2 separate regions of the Lactuca sativa genome follow, and region 1 is linked to region 2. The links are chromatin contacts, called in public Hi-C maps. All regions are on one chromosome and are shown on one strand. Each heading gives the region's core, a stretch centred on a gene start, on an enhancer-like site or on the middle of the called end of the contact. The rest is flanking DNA. Distances are from core to core; before and after follow the strand shown.

Region 1 (5,235 bases), core at 347-2,846, 470 kb after region 2:
AGTTTCTGAACTAATCCTAATTCTGAAAACCTAGCAGGATTTGCAAGGTTCTATAACATCTTTAAACTAGATTTTACTTAGATAGATAAATAAGTTATTGTTTTGATTATCATTCAATTAATGTTTTGAAAAGTCAGCATTACCCAAATTACTCTTATAATTTAAGGCACGAAAAAGTAAAAACAACCTATCATGATAAAATTTTGCTAGCATAGAATTGTGTTGAAACTCTATCTCAAGATACCTACACTTTTTGTCCCCTTGAGACTTGAGAGAGTCCTAAAATTTTACAAATTTGCCCTCATTTAATTTCTCCTTTCATTTCCATTAGTGTGTTGGGCACAACTTAACTTTTTCTTAAACATCATTTATCTGAGAAAAGAAGAAACAGATCCCTAGTTTAGTTCAGTGTAGTGTAAGGTAGATAACATGAATATATCTAAACAGTTGAATAATTTAATTTCTAATATAAATATCTAGAGAGTGGAATATTCACCATTACAGATTATTTACTGTATTTACTATACATTGGGTATGAATATCTTGATTATTTTCACACAAACACAAGTAGATAACATGATTATGTTCAAGATTATTGGACATGTGCTATGGGTTTAGTTATCTGTATTCTAGTGAGGTGCTATTAGGGACTCAATAAAAACAGTAAATGGAACAAACTAGCAATAAACCAACTTATGAACAAGTGAACAGTCTATGTTCAATATATAGGCCAATTCAGCTAGCGATAATCACTCATTCCACTCTATTATAGTATGATAATAAGCATGCCCAATACATTCCTCAATTGCACAATTCTACCCAAATTAGGCCTAAAAGTGATACGATCCTGTTATTGGTTGTATCAAAGTTTCTAACACAATTGTTCATCAAATGTAAAAGATAATGCATATGATCATTCGCATACATAAGCTATATGTAGAATACACAGTAAAGTAGTAACAAATTTACACAGATTACTAACCTTCCATCAAACATCGCATCAAACACGAAGGAAACTAAATGACAATCAGGATTCTCCTCATCGATTTCAACCTTCAATGTATCCTTATGCACGTTAACATGACTCTTAACTTTCTTTGCCTGCTGATGCTCGACATACGCTGGCGGAGGCTGAGGTGGTGGAGCCGGCATCATCGAAGGTAGACGCATTTGTGGCGCCCACCCATAATTGTAATTTGCTTGCTGTTGACTATAAGACCAAAAATTGGGCCTAACATTCAAGGCGTTATTAGGGTAATTACTGGCATCGTAGGGGTGGAACACTGGGGGCGTAGGCAGTGGGAGTGCCGGTGGTGGCGGCGGTGGCGGTGGTAGTGGCGGTTGTGGAGCAGAGTAAATATATTGTGGTGCAGAATAAGGGTCGGCAGAAGGTGGGTGTTGATGGTGATAATGGTTGTTTCTTCTTCTGTTGCTGCTTAATGATAAACCCATCGATCTTTCTGCAAAACTGGGGGAGATTGGGATAGGAAATCTAAAGGTGCGTTAAGGGAGGAAAGTCTAGAGGAGAAACAGATCTGGTTTTGGTTTGACGAGAATGGAAGGTTCTAATTTACGACTACAACAGGGTTGATTTTGTCAGACACGGTTTAGAAACGACATTTCCAAGAGGTTTTTGACTTTATCCCTTGTCATTATCCCTCCTACCTCTTTTCCATAGCAAATTGAACAATCAGATCGTATTATGTTAATTTTAGTGGCCCAAATATCATATTAGCTCATCAAATTTGTCATAGCAAATTGAACAATCAGATCGTATTAAGTTAATTTCAGTGGCCCAAATATCATATTAGCTCGTCAAATTTGTGTTAGTAGAGGCAAATACCATATTAGTTCATCAAACTTGTAGAGTTTGTTTTAAAAGACCACTAAACTTTTTATTTGCACATTAAGGGAATTAACTCTCACATGACCGTTTAATAATGTCATTTTACCGATTGTAAAATGTTTAAATGATATTATGGTGTCGTGGTCTCTACAGTGGAACGTGAATCGATTAGTACTGTTTCAATCTTGGTCCCCAATTTTGCCAAGTCACCCCTATGGTCCCCCATTATAAATTGAAGGGTACCCTAAATGAGTGTTCCCCACCCACTTTGTTAACCTAATCGTATTATTTGGTTAATACAACAAATTTCGATTTTTTCCCCTTTTGGCTGCTATAAATCAAGAAGATGGCATCAGAACAAAGCTTCTCTTATGGTGGTTTCAGAGTATCGGACCTAGACATGCCAACTGACTACGAGCTTCACGTCATGCAAACGCAAGTGAAAATTGAGGAAATGAGAGATGACCTACGACAACAGCTAGGCGAGTTTAGGGAGGAAATAAGTTACTTGAAAAAGATTGTGACTGTGATAGCTGTTGTTGAAGTTCTAGTGGTGTCGATGATCGGGGTTTGTTGTTGTGTTGAATGCTCTGGGTGGGGATTTTGGTGGGTGTAGTTATGTCGGTAGGTAGCACGATGGCGATTTTAGCATTTTGTTTTTGGGTTTTTTGGGTTGTCGAAGGTTGTTGTTTGTTTTTGTCTAACTTCTCCATCTGCTAGTATAATATGTATGTATTAGGGTATGTTTTGTTGTTGGTGATTATGTGTTTTAGGTGATGTTTGTTGGTTATTTGGATCAGTGGTGACTTTTGACGATGTTAGGGTTTTCATAACCATCTATTTTTTTAGGGGGGGGGGGGGGGGGGGGGGGGGTGGTAACACGATAACCTCATTTGTAATGTATGGTCACTTTGATGAAGGAAATGAAATCAACTTGCTATTAACCAATGTTTTCATATGATGTCAGTTAATATATACTAATGTTGTCGTAGTACCAACTGTTTTCAATGGTGCCAATGGTGTTATGTAGTTTGTTGGGGGCCACATTGCACTCTTATTCATGCTTCCTATTGAGTACTTGTAGGTGTTCATATATATATATATATATATATATATATATATATATATATATATATATATATATATATATATATATATATATATATATATATATATATATATGCAAACACGGTATAAAGGATCAACAAATGCCTCTACATTTCCAATTACATAAGAAATGGCTGCCAATGAATGTACACAACCATACCTATTCAGTTTCCATATCCTACAAGTATATGTTTTCTTTTCCAAATCAACATCATATGAGTCTCTAAGTTTCTTGTTTCAAAGGTGTTTATAATTGTAACACATAAAGCATGACATAATGAACGCAAACATACCTTATGCTGACATCAATGTCCTACCATACCCAACTTCAAGATGCAGATCTGACATCAATGTCCCACCATACCCAACTTCAAGATGCAGATCTTCTTGCAGATTTTCTAAAAACCATTTCCAATTGTCTTTATTTTCAACACAAACCACAACCCAAGCTATTGTTTCCATCCCTCCCAACAACACATAATAACTGACCAGTACACATTCCTTTAAAAAAACACTCATCCAAGTTTATAATCCTTCTATAACCAATTCTCCAACCCTGCTTTAGTGCATCAAAACATATATATCCTGCTAAAGTAAGTTTTCCCATCTGGCATAGAGTTCACAGACAACTTGATTGTTGACCCTGGATTAGACCTTCTTATCTCCTCTCCATAGGACCACAACTTTGCATAATTTTCCACTATGGTACCTTCAACAAGAGACATTGCATGTTGCTTTGTAACAATTGAGAATTTCCCATCATTAATTGTTACTAGGAGTTAAGTTCGACTTATAAAAACAAAAACTTCCCATATTGAAGGACAATAGGGACAGTTGAGTTGAGAATAATGTAATCAAAATTTTAAAATGGTTAGCATATTTGGAAAATACGCGACCTAATGATCCCAAAAATTAAAAGCGTCGATAAAATCTAACTTTGATTAGAAGAGTTACTATTATGACGAATAGAAACCAACCACATTAATAACGCTATTGACGTCAAAAATAGCAAACAGATAACAGTTGACTTTTTGGCTAACACTACAAAAATGAAATTTGTAGTAAAACATGAGATAAGAACTTGAGAAGAAAGAAGGCAAAAATGGAAGTTGTATGGAGGAGATACGATTTTTATAAAATATAAAAATGTGGGTTAAAAATGAAAGTAAAAATTAGATGATGCAACCTAAAGGAAAGTTGTAGTTCTAGGAAAGAGCTACGCAAATATATAAAGAGGGTAAGAAACAAAGTTCATATGACGAATATATAAATTTTGTAAAAGAATTAAAGTGTGTGCGTTATTTTACACGCCATGATCGTCGCGCACATCTGGCTCTCCGATCCGTTGGAGATTTGGAAACGTAGACAACCAAAAGGGTGACATGTAGCAAGATTTGGATAGGCCACAAAGCGAGTGCACGCCGCGCAGCAGAGTGCCCATCATGCATCATCACTATAAATAGGAGTGATTGCTTCCTGGTTTTTCATCTCAAACCAACCTCCGAACTCTCTTTATATACTTCAATACCCCTCGATGGCAAGAAATTTCGGTTGCAATAGTTCAGGTGCTCCCCGATACGCTATTAGAGTGAATTCACGACCCTATTTTACTGTTTTAAAATGTTTTCAGGGGGGATACATGCTTAACGAATGATTTGATAAAAATATTTATCTTATAAATACCAAGTCATTTTAATATAAGCAAGATACCTTACGATAGTATAGTTGTAGATACTATACCTAGATTTAAACTATGATCTGTGTCTAAAAGATATGATGTCTGGTAATATAGGAGTAGGTAATACCTAAATGTTATGATGGCCAAATCTCTAGGAAAATTTAAGTACCCAAGAGTTAAGCTAGACAAGATTTAGGATATGCACTATACTTAATTGTTATGCTACCCAAATATCCTGTTAAAATAACCATAATTAGTATATACATAAAATGAACATGTGTTTGCATTCTTATATGAAAAAAAACAAAAGAATAAAATTTGAGTTTATTCTTAGAGAACAATCATTCTAAAAGAATAAAATTAAAGCTTCCCTACCTTTTTTGGTTGTCTAGGTCTGATCAATTTTCCAGGATTACATGTGAAGAATATTTCCCTTCTTCATTCTGAAAGAATAGTAGCCTTCCTCAAACTAAAGCCTTCTTTATTCTAAAAGAATATTGCCCTCGTTCTAAAAGAATTTACAGAGTAACTGTAACATCCCGAAATTCAGGTAAAACTATTTAACCCTTCCCTTTTGTCGAGTTGTCAAGATTGGTCCCTTGAG
Region 2 (5,819 bases), core at 2,944-5,443:
TGTGTGATGGTACGAGAGAGAGAGAGAGAGAGAGGGGGAAAAAGGGACAGAAAATAAGGTTGGTGGTTGTTAGAAGACTGATGAAGATGGAGTCGTCATTGCCACTTCTGTGCTCCCATCTACACTCCTTCTGGTGCCCGGCCAAGGTGTAAGGGGATGTTGGGAACTGAAGGGAAAGAGTAGGGTTGAACGTGTAATTGAGGGGGGGGGGGATATTTATTTTATTTTATTCTTTTTTCAATTTTAAAAAATGATAAACAAATAATAACAATATAAAAAAGAAATTACTAAGGGTAAAATAGTCATTTTATGTCTTCAGGGACTGCCCGAGTGAAAAAAACATAATACAGGGACGGTCTGAGTTAATTTTTGAAAATAGGGACTAAACATGTTTTTTAGCATATACACGAAGGACAATAGGTGTAATTTACCCAATAATAAATAAAACATATTTTTATGTATTTATTTAAGGTAAAATATGTTGTTTTATGTATTTCTAAAAATCGTTTTTCGGTTATATGTATTTAAAAACACTTATAAAACCTATTTGGTTATATGTTTTATTTAAAATACGTATTTCAACTTAACCGCTAGTTCCAAATCGTATGGTTAAAATGACGATAAAAAGAAATAAAGATATATTTTCTTAAAATAACAATAATTAACACTACTTTTGAAATAAAAAAAATACTAATTGTTTAAATACATATAACAAAATTGATGTTAAGTTTTTTTTAACCGAAAAACGGTTTTTCGAAAATCGATTGGGCAAAAAAAAAACAATTCGACCGATTTTGTCTTTCATTACTACGTAATAACATTTTATATGAAAACATATTTTTTTAAAGACATAAAAAAAACATTTTATATAAAATAAATTCGTAAAAATAAAATATGTAAAAAAACGTTTTATTAAAAAAAACATTTTATGTAAAATACTACATAAAAATAAATACTTTTTCTAAACATATTTTTTATAATACGCTAAAATACATTTTGTTTTATTAAAAAAATTATGTAAAAAAATGTTTTTTTTAATTTATTTATTGTTTATGTTTTATTGATTTATTATAATATAAATGACTTTTAGAAGGTTAAAACCAAGTGAACCTTTAGCTCAAATTGTTAAGTGGGCAAAATAAAAAGGTGGCGGTCAAGAGTTCAATCCCTCCTCTAACAATTCAATTGTGTTTTTCAAAGAAATTTCAAAAATAGCCCCTATGGTTTATTAAATGTCATGAATTTAGTCCATTTATATTTGAAAAGACGAAAAATATCCTTACAGATTCAGTCTCTAACGGCGTTTTAGTAACGATGTTAGTAAAAAGGGTCAACGTTGCAAGTTTTGCAAACCACAAGGACCATTTGCATCAAAAAAAATTAATAGAGACTAGGAACTGACTTTTTTAATTTTGGCAAACTATAGAGACCATTTTGTAATTTTGTCTTATCATAATAACTTTACATCTATATGCTAATTATGTTGGATTATAGTTTAATACGAAATTTCCATTTCTAATCCATTAAGAACAATAAAAATTAAGACCATGATAAGTTTTATATCAATATTTTATATTACTATACATAATTATTATTTTATATCTTAGTTTTAGGCATGTTTGGTACGAAATATTTGAGAGTTTCTAGATTTTAGAGTTCAACAAAACACTCTGTTTTGAACAAAAAACATTGTTTAACATTACAAGATTCTAACGTTTAGTTTAAACAAAATGTTTCAAATCTAAAAGTTATCTCACGTAGCTTTTAACCAGACGCTACCGACTACCAGCTATCCGCTTCCCACTTTCCAGTTAGTTTTGCCGAGCACACCCCTAGATATAAAACAAACTTTTATGAAAAAAAATTGTAAAATTATGTTTCTTAACATTCAATTTGTGATACAAACAACCCATGAAAATGAAACCTCACCACCATCTGTGAAAAGTAAATGTGTATTTAATGGGTTAATGTCATTTTAACGCAACAAACTTTTCTATTTATTTTAAAAGGCTGCTCAAGGTTTTTATTTATTTATTTATTTATTTCTTTTTTTAAACTCTAAGGGAATAAAATCGTTTTTTACATGTTAATTGAATCCCTATATCGGTGTAAGAAGTTAAAGTGCTACACATAATAGGAGCTACTCATGTGGAGAAACACCTTACCCACCAACTCTCGTTTTTACCTGTTCACTTCAAATCTGTTTTTCTATTCGTTCTTCAATTAATGAAAATGGTGAAAGACATATTCAAATCCCTAATTATAAAGACATGAACATGTTTATTGGTGCTGTTTGGAATTGTGTTGCTCAGTTTAAACTCTTCTTCCAATGATTTACCTGTAAAGTCTCCATTATCGTCTTCAACACTAAATCACCATAAACCCCTTTACAACTTTGCAATGAAAAACACTTCAAACTAGCATTTATCCCAAAGTTCTTAAAAATTCTAATTATATCTTGTGGTCATAAACTATGATATTCAAATATCCCTAATCTCGTTACACTTTGATTAGTGTTAATCATCTGCAAGATCACTATCAATCCATCCCTCCCTATCTTCGTTCTTCTTCCTCGAAATGTAATCGATTTTAGGTCGACAGATTTGACCATCGTGTTCCACCGTAGAGCGTCGATAACTCTACATGCCTCGGAAGTGCTCAGGCGGTATATTCGTTGCATTTTGGCTCTCAGGTGCAAATTCAACAACTTTTTAGCTATTGTTTTTATTGTGTTCGCTACTCCATACATGAATTGTCAGCTCCTTTTGATCCAATTGAATCTTCCCATATCTACAACTCTTCTATTGTCAGAATCAAAGAAGAAGATGGGAACGTAGGCACTGTCTGGTTGGGGAGGGGGATTATTTTTTTATTTTTCCTTTTAGTTTTCATTCAGTATAAAATTAAACCTAAAAGATTACATGACATTTTATTTAAGCTGTGTGGCCTACAAACAACCAGCTTACCCGATTGTTTCATCAAAAATGGTTTTTTAAACATTTTAAATTGGACTTTATTTCTTTTCAATGAAAAAAAAATTTAGTAACATTTTAAAGCAAATGAAAAAAATTCATAGAACTAAAATGACATTAACCCTGTATTTAATCTCAATAACTACATAAAATGCGAATGCCATAAAAATAATCCATAACAATATTGAATTAAAAAACCAACTTTTGTATCAACAAACTAACCAAAATAACTCTTGATAAGTGTTGATTAATTCAAAATACTTATAATAATATATAGTATAGATAACCATGTTGACGTGAAATCATGCTCCTCATGTCATTCTAAGTTTCTTTTTGGACTTTGTTTTAAATGTCATACCATGTATTTTATCGTTTGAATTGCTTTTTTTACTACCGGACTTAAACCTTGTTTATAGGTATTATTTTTTGCAAACGGAATTTCCCTAACAAGGATTTCGGAATAGCTTTTGTGTACCTACTAATTTTCTGTTGTAAACATGAAACTATGTCACAATCGTAAGTGCTGAGTAATGTCAGGATAACATAATTTGAATATTAGTCAACAAGTTATCTACTGGATTTTAAACATTGGTCACTACACACTTATGAGTTAATATATGAAAACACAATCAAATCAAGATAATAGATCAATAACCACAAAATCAAACAAGGCCAAGAGTTACATTGCAAATTTCATATATATATGCAACAAATCCTAAAATCTCCAACCCCTCAAGTAAACAAAAATATCAAAGTATGTGCCTCAAGCTATAAACGTTCTTAATTTCTTAATGCTTTGAGAAAAAATATATATATATATACTTACGAATACACAATTGCAAATAGAGAATAAACAAAATTAACACATGACATAATTCTTATCACAAACTTCATTTATTACCGACGATGACATAGCAAGTTTTAACTGTTGTACCTCTGAAAAAAATGATTCTCGCAAAGGACATTATTGCTGTTTTATTGTATGTCACAAAAAATTATTTTTGGTATTTTGTAAGTACCCACTACCAACTTTAATAGCCAGTTTTAGTGAGAATACCACTACAATAAATCATCTAATTCCGATTATTCAAAATTTCATAATGAAATCCAGCGAGATAAATTTCATAATTTTGGGGAAAGGGATCTGACATTTAAGTACTTTCAAATCTGGTGATGGATTACCATGTTTCATATATTTAGCAAAATAAGATAATGTGAATTCATCAAAAAAGAGAGTGAGCCATAGCCGAGCCATTTACAATAGCCGGCTTAGCCGCTAATTTACTATAAATAAAACCCATTGAAAAGAAAACTCAAATAAATAAACCTAAAAAAACCCAGTGAGAGATAGAGATAGAGAGAGAGAGAGAAAGGTCTCTGTGCATCATCTCCATCTCTGAAATAGGAAAACCACAGAGAGAGGTTTTTTAATGTCTACCCACCGCCTCTGAATCTTGTTGTCAAAGTTCTCTTTGTTGTATAACCAGAAGAACCCTTTTGGCTTCTCTCTTCCTCATTTCACTCAAATCAAAGAAACTAAAATATCTCCATTTTTAGCTTCCTTAATTTTCACAACAAATTCTTGATTGTTCTTCCCTTTTCTGTTTCTTTTTTGTTTCTTGTCACTTCAGATCTGTAAAACCCACAATCACATTTCCTCAGTTTCGTTTTACATTTTTCTTTTCTCTTTTCTTTCTGGATTTTGTTTGTTTTAACCTCAAAATATGAGTAAAGAAGAGTTCGTGAAGATTCAGGTACATACATAATAACATAACCTTCTTAAATTTGTTAGTGTGTGAAGAAAAAAGTGTGTTTTTATTATACGAATTTGTTTATGAATATCTGTATATTGCTTCTTTCAATGCTTTGCGTGTTTTGAACTCAAAAATCTTCAGACTCGCTTTTACATTTGCGTTGATTTTCAACTCTATCTCTCTCTCTTTCTCTCACCAAACAGTCTGTTCACAATTAATTTCAATTAAAATGTATACAAACAAAAGATGCCTCTTTCCCCTTTTTCTTTTTGTCGGATTTCAGTAAAATTTCTTCTTCAATTCAATGGTGTTTTGAATCTTGAACTTCACTCTTGTTTATTTCATCAAGCCATTGTTTGCTTGTTTGTTTGTCCATGCAGACTACCTCTCTGAAAGTGAACATCCACTGTGATGGCTGCAAGCGAAAAGTGAAGAAAATCCTTCAGAAAATCGAGGGTATTTTGATTAAATCCTGTAAATTTAATGATTTTAATGTTGAATCTGAATTGGGTTATGGTTATTTGATGTTTTTGTTGGTTTAATTTTACTTTGGTGAGCAGGAGTTTACACCATCAAAATAGATCCAGAACAGGGGAAGGTGACAGTATCGGGAGATGTTGATCCAGACACACTCATCAAGAGGCTTGCTAAAAGCGGAAAGCTTGCGGAGGTTTGGGGTGCTCCGACGACGAAGCCAAATCCACAGATCAACAATCAATTTAAGAACATGCAGATTGACGGTGGTAAAGGCGGTGGTGGTGGCGGTGGTGCCGGAAATAACAAAAACCAGGGGCAGAAAGGCGGTGGAAACAATAATAACAATAATAATCAGCAGCAGCAAGGTAAAGGAGGAGGCCACCAGCAACCACCGCAGCAAGGCGGTGGTCCGACGCCACAACAACTTCAACAGTTTCAACAGCTTCAACAAATGAAAGGGTTTCAAGATCTGAAGATGCATCCCCAATTTAAGGACATGAAAATGCCCCCTTTTGGTAACAACCCCGGAGGTGGTGGTGGTGGCGGCGGCGGAAAGAATGCACAGAAGAATGTGAAAGTTATTGAGGATGATGGGAGTGAAGATGATTACGATGAT

What was found. A called contact is a pair of places that touch in the nucleus more often than the background predicts.
Region 1: a contact with region 2 is called in a Hi-C map of leaf, with 6 times the contacts expected there. The contact joins the promoter of LOC111876588 here to the promoter of LOC111876589 in region 2. A contact is called at or near these places in 2 of 4 Hi-C or Micro-C datasets (leaf and seed).

The regions. Positions count from the first base shown.
Region 1 is chr5:195,546,876-195,552,110 of Lsat_Salinas_v11, forward strand. It overlaps LOC111876588 (probable E3 ubiquitin-protein ligase LUL4), which reads right to left and starts at 1,597. Exons shown (of 3, transcript XM_023873141.3): 1 at 983-1,597. The coding sequence starts at 1,452.
Region 2 is chr5:195,071,481-195,077,299 of Lsat_Salinas_v11, forward strand. LOC111876589 (heavy metal-associated isoprenylated plant protein 33) reads left to right here and starts at 4,194. Exons shown (of 3, transcript XM_023873142.3): 1 at 4,194-4,726; 2 at 5,107-5,182; 3 at 5,287-5,819. The coding sequence starts at 4,697.